Regions from separate parts of the Sus scrofa genome. Here region 1 is linked to region 2. A link is a contact called in public HiChIP or PLAC-seq data. All regions are on one chromosome and are shown on one strand. Each heading gives the region's core, a stretch centred on a gene start, on an enhancer-like site or on the middle of the called end of the contact. The rest is flanking DNA. Distances are from core to core; before and after follow the strand shown.

Evidence for each region. HiChIP or PLAC-seq counts read pairs in DNA pulled down with a chosen protein or histone mark.
Region 1: an H3K27ac HiChIP or PLAC-seq map of skeletal muscle shows a contact between it and region 2. The contact joins the enhancer-like site here to the promoter of ARHGAP10 in region 2. A contact is called at or near these places in 7 of 47 Hi-C or Micro-C datasets (brain, embryonic fibroblasts, fetal skeletal muscle and 4 more) and 2 of 2 datasets of contacts at active chromatin or transcription factors (alveolar macrophages and skeletal muscle).

The regions. Positions count from the first base shown.
Region 1 is chr8:80,902,352-80,908,211 of Sscrofa11.1, reverse strand. ARHGAP10 (rho GTPase-activating protein 10) reads left to right here. Exons shown (of 23, transcript XM_021100659.1): 4 at 2,716-2,787. Among named protein-coding and RNA genes, the nearest start is that of ARHGAP10, 120 kb to the left of the region's middle. Within about 2 kb of position 3,736, at least 17 of the 83 cell types and tissues checked have an H3K27ac peak or open chromatin away from gene starts, as enhancers often do. A contact at or near this core is called in fetal skeletal muscle and skeletal muscle, where this site is marked.
Region 2 is chr8:81,022,628-81,028,331 of Sscrofa11.1, reverse strand. It overlaps ARHGAP10 (rho GTPase-activating protein 10), which reads left to right and starts at 3,831. Exons shown (of 23, transcript XM_021100659.1): 1 at 3,831-4,262. The coding sequence starts at 4,109.

The sequences.
Region 1 (5,860 bases), core at 2,487-4,986, 120 kb after region 2:
ATCAGTCATACATATAAATACATCCACTCCTTCTTCCCATTTAGGTTATTACAAACTAGAGAATAGTTTTTCCTACCTAGAGAGTAGAGAGTAGTTTTTCCAAATTATTGAGTAGATTTTCCCGAGCTATGTTGTAAGTTCTCGTTAATCGTCTATTTTAGACAGTAGTGTGTGTACATTATTCCCACCTTTTTCTTCTTCTTTTTTTTTTTTGTTTCTTAGGGCCATACCCTCGGCATATTGAGGTCCCCAGGCTAGGAGTCAAATCAGAGCTACAGCCACAGCAACACCAAATCCAAGCCGAGACTTCGACCTATACCACAGCTCACACCAACGCCGGATCCTTAACCCAGTGACTGAGGCCAGGGACCAAACCTACAACCTCATGGTTCCTAGTCAGATTTGTTCCTGCTGCACCACAACAGGAATGCCTCTTCCCATCTTCTCAATTCCTTTCTCCCCACAATGGTTTCGTCTATGGTAACTGTGAGATTGGCTTTGAAATCTGTGAGTTTCTGTTTTTATTTTGTTTTTTTTTTTGTTTTTTTTTTTGTCTTTTTGTCTTTTTTGTTGTTGTTGTTGTTGCTATTTCTTGGGCCGCTCCCGCGGCATATGGAGGTTCCCAGGCTAGGGGTTGAACCGGAGCTGTAGCCACCGGCCTACGCCAGAGCCACAGCAACGTGGGATCCGAGCCGCGTCTGCAACCTACACCACAGCTTACGGCAACGCCGGATCGTTAACCCACTGAACAAGGGCAGGGACCGAACCCGCAACCTCATGGTTCCTAGTCGGATTCATTAACCACTGCGCCACAACGGGAACTCCCCTGAGTTTCTGTTTTATACATAATTTCTTTTGTATCATTTTTTATTAGATTTCACATATGTGATGTTATATAATATTTGTCTTTCTCTTTCTGAGTTACTTCACTCAGTATGAGAGTCTCTAGGTCCATCCATGTTGCTGCAAATGGGTGTCAGCAATGCACTAACACCTAAGTAACAAATGATCAGGATGGGAGGGGGTGGGAGCCAGTGGCCGGCCTGGGGAAGAGAGTTCTAGCTTGGGATGTCTCGAATGTAGGCATGATTGGTATTTTCAGGATTCCCCATCTCCCAGGATGAGTGGTCTCTTGGGGGAGAAACCCTTACATAATGAAACATGGCAAAGGAGCCTTTGGTTAAATTAATAAACTTTTCCTGTTCGAAGTCATTTTTTTCCCCCTGTAATTTTAAGCTTGAATTTCCGTGGGCCTTTTTTTTTTTTTTTTTTTTTGTAAAGAGGAGGGATGGCACATTGTTGTAAAGTGTTTTGAGCTTTTCTGCACTCTTCTGGGTATTTCTGGAAATGGTGAGAACACCGCTGCTCACCAGCATATTGTGGTTAAATGCATCCTCCTTGGTAAATATCCCATTTGCAATTGCATGTTGTCTTTTTAACATTTTTTTATTAAAAATTTTTAGGAAGTATGATTGATGTATGGTAATACTGTATGAGTTACAGGTGTACAATACTGTGAGTCACAATTTTTAAAGGTTATACTCCATCTATAGTTATTCCAAAACACTGGCTGTGTTGCCCATGTTGTACAATATATCCTTGAAGCTTATTTTATACCTAATAGTTGGTACCTTATAATCCCCTGCTTCTGTATTGCCCCTCCTCCCTTCCCTCTCCCCACTGGTTACCATGAGTTTGTTCTCTATATCTGTGAGTCTGCTTCTTTTTTTTGCCTTTTTTTTTTTTTCTTTTTTGTCTTTTTAGGGCCATAACCATGGCACATGGAGCTTCCCAGGCTAGGGGTCTCACGGCAGCTACATCTGCCGGCCTACACCACAGCCTCAGCAGTGCTAGATCCGAGCCGGGTCTGCGACCTACACCACAGCTCACGACAACACCAGATCCTTAACTCAGTGAGTGAAGGCAGGGATCGAACCTACAGCCTCATGGTTCCTAGTTGGATTCATTTCTGCTTCGCCACAACACAACGGGAACTCTAGTTTGCTTCTTTTTTGCTCACTAGTTGTAGTTTTTTGATTCCACATATAAGTGATAGGTAGATTCTATCATAAAATGACAAGCATCACACCAGCCAGTAAAAGCCTGAATGCGGTTGTGGGTGGAGTGTGTGTGTGCTTCCTGTGATGGTGACAATCTCACTGGCTCCCCCAGCCTTTGGACGGACAACTATCCTGAGCTGCAGTGACTGCTGTGCTTTGCCTAAAGCCTTCTGGGGAATTTTCAGGGATGAAAGAAAGTCTGGGTACATTTTAAACTTGAGGCCACAAACCTAGCCTTCTACATAATGTAGTCTGATCACTAGTAAAGGAATGCCATTGACTTTTAAATTTCTGAGCAGGGGGAGGAAAAAAAATTCAAACAGAAATGTTCCTGTTAATGAGTGTGATAGGCCCCTTTGTTGCCTAAAGACAACCCTCTTGCTATTTTCCCTGAAGAAAGGGCTGTGTTGGGCCTGGGTTGCATGTTTCCCTGGCACTTTGCCCCACCTCCTCTGCCCTGAAAATATTTATGGAGATCTAGTGTGTTAATAAATTTAGAAGTGATTTAATAGTTGCATTGGCAGGGTGAGATAAAGCAGCTCAGTGTGTTGCTCATTTTATTTCTGGGTGGGATGGAAGAGGGAAATGAAAAACTCATTTTTTCCTTTTTGGAAACCTAACCCTTTGCTCTTTTGTGATCCCTCTGGTTCTCTAGGCATTAAGTGTAACCGAGACCCTGATTAAACCCTTGGAAAAATTCAGGAAAGAGCAACTTGGAGCCGTAAAGGTTTGTGTCTAATTCGAGTACACTTGTAAACAGCACACATAGATGCCTCTGCTGCGTGAACATACCCCCTCTGCACACTTGGCAGCTTTGCAGGACATGTTGGAGTCACCCATCTGTTGTTGTATGTTTCAAATGCGTTCCCCGCCCCCCCCCCCTTGGGGAATATGGAATTGAAAACAAAAACACCTGGACGGCATGGTAAAACCTCTCATCAGCATCTTTGGCTACACCTTTCCATAGAGAGTTTTAAAAATGTCTTTAACCAAAGGACGCATTTACTCTGAATGAAAGCTCTTTTTTTTTTTTTTTTTTTGTCTTTTTGCCATTTCTTGGGCCGCTCTTGGGCCGCTCCTGTGGCGTATGGAGGTTCCCAGGCTAGGGGTCGAATCGGAGCTGCAGCCACCGTCCTACGCCAGAGCCACAGCAACGTGGGATCCGAGCCTCGTCTGCAACCACAGCTAACAGTTCCCAGGCTAGGGGTCGAATCGGAGCTGCAGCCACCGGCCTACGCCAGAGCCACAGCAACGTGGGATCCGAGCCTCGTCTGCAACCACAGCTAACAGCAACGCCGGATCGTTAACTCACTGAGCAAGGCCAGGGATCGAACCTGCAACCTCATGGTTCCTAGTCGGATTCGTTAACCACTGCGCCACGACGGGAACTCCTGAATGAAAGCTCTTATTTCTCTAGGGAGGTGGTGATTTCCGTGCCCCCTCTCAGTTTTGTGGCGGAGCGGAGCATCACACGAGGGTTTGAGGTGAGAAATGCTGCTGCACCAGCCTGCCATTGCAACCGGGATGAGAACATTCTGTGATAGGACTCGTCTCCTTCAAGTTAACACAAGTGTATTGGGCTTCTGTTATGTGCCAGTATTGTTATGGGGGCTGGAGATTCAAAGGTGAGCGAACCTTAGACTCTGCCCTCAAAGACCTGGACCATAGCCAGGATTTCTGGGAATAAGGCAGCGACTTTGACACAGGGAGCCTCGGATATATTTAGCAATGTCTAGCGTTTGCGAACTGCGCTCTGAAATTATCTCAGAGAAATAATTTCCACCAGCCTTTCCTGAATGCCGTGCATGCACTTGAGGGAGGAAAAAGCATCATTTGTGTGTTGTTGACCATTTTTGGCTTGGCCCAAGGGGAAGGGCGTGACATGGGTTTTAGGTAGGGAAGAGAGTTTTTATATTTGTGTTTTTATCCCCATGTGCCTTGAGGATGTGAGTTCTTTTTTTTTTTTTTTTCTCTCCTTTATCTTTGTAAACACACTATTAAAATCCTTTCTACCAACAAACATTGTGGTCTCCATGGCTGGAGCTGTACAGACGGATCCAAAGCGGGCCAGCTCTTGAGTTGCTATTTATGGAATCACTTCTGCTTTAAGTGACTTGTTAGACTCGTCGTTTGGGCGTAATTCTTTACAGGTTTTAGGGAAGGACTGTGTGTCGAGGGGAGGTCACTGGGGGTCTCTACCGCCTCCCCCAAGTCCTCTTCCTGCGGTTGTTTGCTGAGCCGCATGAAGCTGGTTTGTGTCTGTTGGCTTCCTAGCAGGACATTGCAGATCTGCTTCCACGTCTGTGACCCTGGGCAAGTCATTGGCTTTAGGGATCCAAAGGAGACTGCGGATCTGACGATCTGATGGCTCTGCTTTGCAGTTTTCTGATGCTCTTTTCTGCCATCTTCTTAGGCTGTTTTAAAGCTTGAAGATCTTCGTTCTTTCTCTTTGAACCTTTCTCTGACAGGTTTTGCATGTAAACATTTCTTATTTTTCTCACTTTAATTGGGTGATGGTAGTGGTGGATGAGGATCATATGGTGGAAATGAAAATTGAATGTGACAGTAAATCTATTTTCTTTTTTATCTACCTACTGGGTTTTTATAAATTTTTGACCTCGAATCTTCCACTCCCCAGACGTTCCCAGCTGCAGATATGCTCGTGCAGAGTGCGGTGACCCTTGAACAACTCGAGTTTAAACTCTGTGGGTCTACAGATATGTGGATATTTTTCAGTGGTAAATGCTACAGCACTACAAGGTCCGAGGTTGGTTGACTCCGTGGATATGGAACCATGTATACTGAGGACCAGCTGTCGTTATACTTGGATTTTTGACTGCTCCAAGATTGGTGCCGCTAAAACCTACGTTGTTCAAGGGTCACCTATATCTCCTGCAAATCAGCTTGCAAAATAAATTGCCCTATTGAAAGGTGAATTGATTTTATTTTGTATTTTTAAAATTATTTATTTATTTATTTATTTTTGCTTTTTAAGGTCACATCCAAGGCATATGGAGGTCCCCATGTTAGGGGTCAAATCGGAGCTGTAGCTGCCGGCCTACACCAAAGCCGCAGCAATGCCAGATCCAAGCCGCGTCTGTCATCTACACCACAGCTCACGGCAATGCTGGATCCTTAACCGATGGAGCGAGGCCAGGGATTGAACCCACAACCTCATGGTTCCTAGTTGGGTTCGTTTCAGCTGCACCACAACAGGAACTCCATTTTATTTTTGAAATATTTTTTTCCCTTATAGCTGGTGTATCGTGTTCTGTCAATTTTCTACAATGCATCAAAGTGACCCAGTTACACACATAGATGTACATTCTTTTTCTTGCATCATCCTCCATCATGCTCCATCATAAGTGACTAGACGTAGTTCTTAGTGCAATACAGCAGGATCTCATTGCTTATCCACTCCAGAGGCAATAGTTGGTGTTTTGAGCTGCTCAGTGGCCAGATTCTATCCGGAGGCCCCATTTCTTTATTTCTTCATTGTTTTTCTGGCTTCAGGTTTGTGCAGGCTCTACCCTATGCGCTCCTTCAGTGCTGTGTGTGTGATGACTGTCACACCTTTTAATGTTACCTTCAAGGAGGCCTGTCACTGGCAGTCACTTTTTTTTTTTTTTTATTTTCCCACTGTACAGCAAGGGGGTCAGGTTATCCTTAGATGTATACATTGCAGTTACAGTTTTTTCCCCCACCCTTTCTTCTGTTGCGACAGGAGTATCTAGACATAGTTCTCAATGCTATTCAGCAGGATCTCCTTGTAAATCTATTCTAGGTTGTGTCTGATAAGC
Region 2 (5,704 bases), core at 2,582-5,081:
AACTCAATTCTTTTTTTTTTTTTTTTTTTCTTGTCTTTTGTCGTTTTTAGAGCCACACCTGCAGCATATGGAGGTTCCCAGGCTAGGGGTCCAATCGGAGCTGTTGCTGCTGGCCTACACCACAGCCACAGCAATGCCAGATCCCAGCTGCATCTGCTTCCTACACCACAGCTCACGGCAACCCACTGAGATCCTTAACCCACTGAGCAAGGCCGGGATCAAACCCACAAACTCATGGTTCCTAGTCAGATTCCTTTCTGCTACGCCACGACAAGAACTCCTGAACTCAATTCTAACTGACTTGCAGCCTGAAACATATCCAAAGATTCAGCTGAACCCATATTTGACTTTATAGGTGGCAACTTTGTGACTCATCAGGCAAAGAATATTGTATGTAGGGAAACCTACCTAAAGGAAAGTTTTCATCTGAGTTGGCCCTTATTTTACCTAGATGGGAACCAGAACCAACCTGCATGGATTCAAATCCTTAACTCATCCAAGCACTGAGCAAAGCATGAAAATGCCCCCCTGACCACTTGACCTATGTGCTTGAATATCTTCCAGGCGCCTTAAGCCTCATGAGCTGAAGGTGAAACTAATCTTGCCTATCCCAGTCACCATCCACACAGACTTTCCCCGTTTTCCTTGCAGTAAAGGTTCCTAGAGTTCACAGCCATCCATGTAATCCATCATGCCAAGAGCCTGGGACCATCTTTGACATCTTCTTCCTCATTTCTGTATCTGGGCCATTGTCAAGTGCTTCAATTTCCCTCTAACACGCATTTTGATCTGGCTTTTACTCTCTGTCTCCTCAGTCACTTGGAGGGTGAAGTTGTACCATGTCTTGTCCAGAGAACTCCAAAAGCCTTCCCCCTGGAAGCACCTGGAGAGAAAACACAAACCAGATCCTGCTACCATCAGGCTGAAAACTCCTCAAAGACTCCCCATAGCATGAAGATACAATCCTCAAACCTATTGTTAACTAAGATAATCAATAAACAGTCTATAATAGGAATAGAAAATAGTTTTATTCAAGCCAAACCAAGAACTATAGCCTGGAAGACGGCCTCTCAGATAACTCTGAGCAACTGCTTCAGAGAAGCACAGTTTTCAGCCCAGTTTTCTATCTCCTCAGAACAGAATATTAAATAAGTCAGGGATACATTCCTTCAAGGTTTAAACAAAACAAAACAAAACAAAACAAAAAAAACAAAAAACAAAGCAAACCAGGTCAGCATGAAGTAGTGAGTCAGTATGGCCTTGGCCCCTAGGAAGGGAGTCTTACCACGGTTGGGGTGCCAGCATTGGTGTAAAAGGAAGGGAGGCATTTAATCTTTGTTTTTTAACATGGACATTCTTTACTACTGGTCAATGTGCTGTTTTCTTTAATAATTAAAGCAGATGGGAGTTCCCCTTGTAGCTCAGTGGTTAGCGAATCCAACTAGGAACCATGAGGTTGTGGGTTCGATCCCTGGCATTGCTCAGTGGGTTAAGGGTCCGGTGTTGCCGTGAGTTGTGGTGTAGGTCGCACACGTGGCTCGGAGCCTACATCACTGTGGCTCCAGCATAGGCCGGCGGTTGTAGCTCTGATTGGACCCCTAGCCCGGGAACCTCCACATGCTGAGGGTGCGGCCCTAGAAAAAGACCAAAAAATATATAAATAAGTGAATAATTAAAGCAGATGAACAATGTATGTTTGCTAGGCCACAAACAGGCCGTTTTAGCATAAAATGTGAGTTAAATCATGTATAAGCCAGAATGACTTCCCCATACTTCAATATGTGGAAATTTCTTTCATCACTGTTATGTGGCCTATGAGGCTCCGCCTGATGTGACCCCTGCTGGCCCTCCACAACCCAGCACCGTCTTGAGCCAGTTTCTCTCTCTCATGCTTGAGCCACCTGATCTTCTTTTAGTCTCTGGAATGCACCAGATTCTTGTCCTTCCGGGGGGCTTGCACAGGCTGCTTCCCTGCCTGGATTCCTCTGCTCCCACCTCGCATTTAATGGTCAACTCTTACTGAAGCTTCTGGTCATTGATTAAATGACACCTTCCATGAGGCCTTCTTGACCACACTCCTGATTAATATCCAGAGACTTTCCACGGAATCACTTTATATGTGGTGTTGTGTGGCTGCCTTCTTTCACCATGTTGCCGCATGTGTCAGTACTTCATTCCTTTTGATTGTAGATTCATTAGTCCATTGTATGGATGCCCATGTATTTGTTTATCCACTCATCAGCTGGTGGACATGTGGGTTGAGCCCACTTTTTGGCTATTATGAACATTGCTACCATGGACATATGTTTTCATTCCTCTTGGGTCTATGCCTAGGGGGTGGAGTTGCTGGTTCATATATTAAGTTCATGTTGAACACTTCTGGGAAGTGTCAGCAGCCCCACTTTACGAGGAACGATTAGGATTTTGCTTGGAGGATTCTCTGCTTGTCAGGGTCTGGCGGTTTTGCAAGGCCCTCACTGTTACATTCACCCTTTTATTTGCCTCTTATATTTTCTCCTCCGTAGACTCCAGTCCCCTGCTGATTTTTAGCAGGAACCAAGCTTTTCAACCATAAAAATTATTAGTAAAACATTTTGAACTCTCCAGAGGATGGACATTAAAAGCAATAATGTTTATCTGTTTATCTGTAGGTTAGCCACTCACAGAGCTGTTTTGTAACAAAAGAGCTTATCGAGTAGGAGGCTTAGTTAACTTTTTCCTGAGGGTTACACTCCTAGCACAAGCTGTCCAGAGGCTCAATTACCCAGTTCCCAGTCTGAACCTTTTAAAGAATCACTTTGAGGTCTCTCGGTACTATTAACATCATTAGGGGACCTATGTATGTAAACATATGTTGTGAGCCTGTAGAAAAATGTATGTGGAGTCACTAGTGTGTGCCTGGCACATAATAATTGCTTAATAAACTGTTAGCTGCTTTTATTAAAAGTTAATCTAATGAAAAATTGGTTTCTTTCAGGTAAGGATTTCAATAATTTAAAATGTCTCAACATTTGGGGGACACATTTGAGTTGTTTTAGGACAAAGGGAATAATATCCTTTTCTAGGGGCATTGACAAATTCTCATTTGACCATCATCCCCGACCTCCTGAAAACTACCCCGAACCTGGCATCTTCGTTCCAGTGGTTATTTTTAGAATAATAAAGATCGACTCTACTTATTCAAGCGAATTTAATCCGCTGAATACAAGAGAAACAATTCTTACACGATTTAGACACCCTCTCCTTCCCCCTAAGTCGTCAGTGTGGTGACATAGACGAGTGTAAGAGCAGCTCCCCGCCCTTAGCTTTCAATCTAAAGCGGAGATTTAGCAGGCATTTTACTTTAGATGGGGACGGAGAATGGGAAATAGAGAGCCGTTCACAACTCAGGGTCCACTCCAGGATGGATGGGATATCGGACTCATTTGTGTCCTCTAGCAAGCCGGACCTCTGAGTTAAGTCGCCGGGTAGCGGGATTAGAGATGCTCTGAAGACGTCCCTTCCCGGTCTGGGTCAAGCTGCATCGGGGGGAGCAGATAGTGAGTCACCCCGAAGAGGGGGGCCGAAGAAAAGGCGTGGCGCCCGGGTCTGGAGGAGAGCCGCGGGGCGAAATTCTAAACCGAGGGAGCCTCGGAAGGAAGAGGAGGGGCCACTGCGCGTGGGGAAGAGTAGGAAGAAGTGTCGTGGGGAAGGAAGGGAAGGAAGGGAGAGGAGGAAGAAGGTGGCGGAGGAAAAAGAAGAGGGCGCTCGGCCAGCGCGGAGAGGGGCGGGCCGGGAGGCGCCCGGGCGGGGCGGGCTCGCGCCTCCGGGAGGGCGTGCAGCGCGGGGCCGAGCGGGGCGGGGCCGCGGCGCCGGAGCTTTGGCAGAGGCTGCCGGGATCCCGGCGCCCGGTTCTCGCTCCCCTCGGCGGTGCAGCTCAGTGCGGCCGGCCTCACCTCCGCGGGACATGCCGGCGCTGCTCTCGCCGCGCGCCCGGGACTGCTAGCTTCTCCCGCGCTTCCTGCGCGCTCGGCCCCGCACCTGGTGGTGGCCCCGGAGCCCGGCTTGGGCTGTGCGCTCGGCGAGCGGGCGATCGGGCGGCTGGCTGTGCGCGCGGACCGCCGCCGTCATGGGGCTGCAGCCTTTGGAGTTCAGCGACTGCTACCTCGACAGCCCGTGGTTCCGGGAGAGGATCCGCGCCCACGAAGCAGAGCTGGAGAGGACCAACAAGTTCATCAAAGAGCTCATCAAGGACGGGAAGAACCTCATCGCGGCGACCAAAAGTAAGAGGGAACCCGGGCGCGGGCGGGCTGCGGCGCGGCGTGGTTAGGAGGAGCCTCTCCCGGAGGGAGACCGACAGTCCCGTGCCGGAGGGCCGGCTGCCGGAGGATCGGGAGACTCATTGGGGACCGGGAGGCCCCGGGATCGTTCCTTCCGGGCTCTCCGGGCAGCCGAGGGCGAGTCCCCTTTCCTGCCCTGCTCGCCTGCGCAGCGGCTGAAGCCGGGAGCTGTGCGTCCGAGCGCGCCGCCCGCCAGCCCCGGGGCTCCGGCGCCTGCTTTCCCCGCCGGACCCGCCCGCGGGCAAGTTCTGTTGCCCCCTAGAGCTGCTCACTGTCTGGCCCGAAACAGAAACGTGAGTTTCTTGGCTTGTGACCTCTCCCAAGAACTTGCCTGGGGATTCTTTGAAAACCTGCTGGGTGTTGAATTGTTCACAAGTCCCTTAAACCGTACACTTTCCGTGCCATTTGCAGATCTCCTCCAACAGTCTCAGCCTGGGTCCCTTACTGAGCTAAACCAGAAAGTCCACCTGGCGTTGTGGCTGCCTTCCGCGCATTCCTTCCCTCCTCCTGCGCTGAGAAGGGTTCAAAGATTGGGGCTGTGAGGCTGAGCAGACAGCCTGCCCTCTGGCCGGAGCCAGCACTGCCTGCAAATAGGGAATTCCACCCCGGCCAGCTTGCTGCTTTTCTCTTCTCCTCTCTCTCTTTTGAACAACTCAGAAGTGGCCAGGAGGGCTAAGATGTACCTACATTATCCGAAAAGAGCTTTTCTAGGAGAGAGGTGGCCTGAAATTCGCGCTCCAACAGAGTTGGTGATGCGGCTGGAAATGGGGAGGCATTAACTTGAGTGAGGCGCTGGGCAGCCTGACCGCACCTGTAACCCATAGCCGGTTCTGAGGGATCAGTCCCCCTTCTTCCGTCTTAAAAAGACCTACTCGGAGTTCCTGCTATGGCGCAACGGTGTCTGTGGCGTCTCTGCAGCACCAGAACACAGTTTCGGATCCCTGGCCCAGCATAGTGGGTTAAAGGATTTGGGTTTGCAATTAGGTCGCAAATGGTGCTGGGAACTCCGTAGGTCACTGGGCGGCCAAAAAAGAGAAAAAAAGAGAAAAGAAAAGAAAGAAAAAGACCTACCCATACAGCCAGCTGGGAAAAATACCCCATGTCTAGCCCCCAACCCCCACCACTTTGCATTAAGGAAGATGAAGACACCCTGAACCCAACTACCCTCAACTACCAGCTCAGTGCCTGGAACAGTAAATATTTATTTAATGAATGAGTTGAAGAAAGACGTTTTTATGGAAGAATTCAGGGAGTCATCTCTGTAATTTTGGAAGCAGTCATTCAACTTCTCTGCGTGAGGTCCAGGCTTTCTTTGGATTCTGTGATCTCTCCGGTGTTGCAAAATGAGGATTGGGCATCACTTTGTCTGGGACATGTGATGAGTG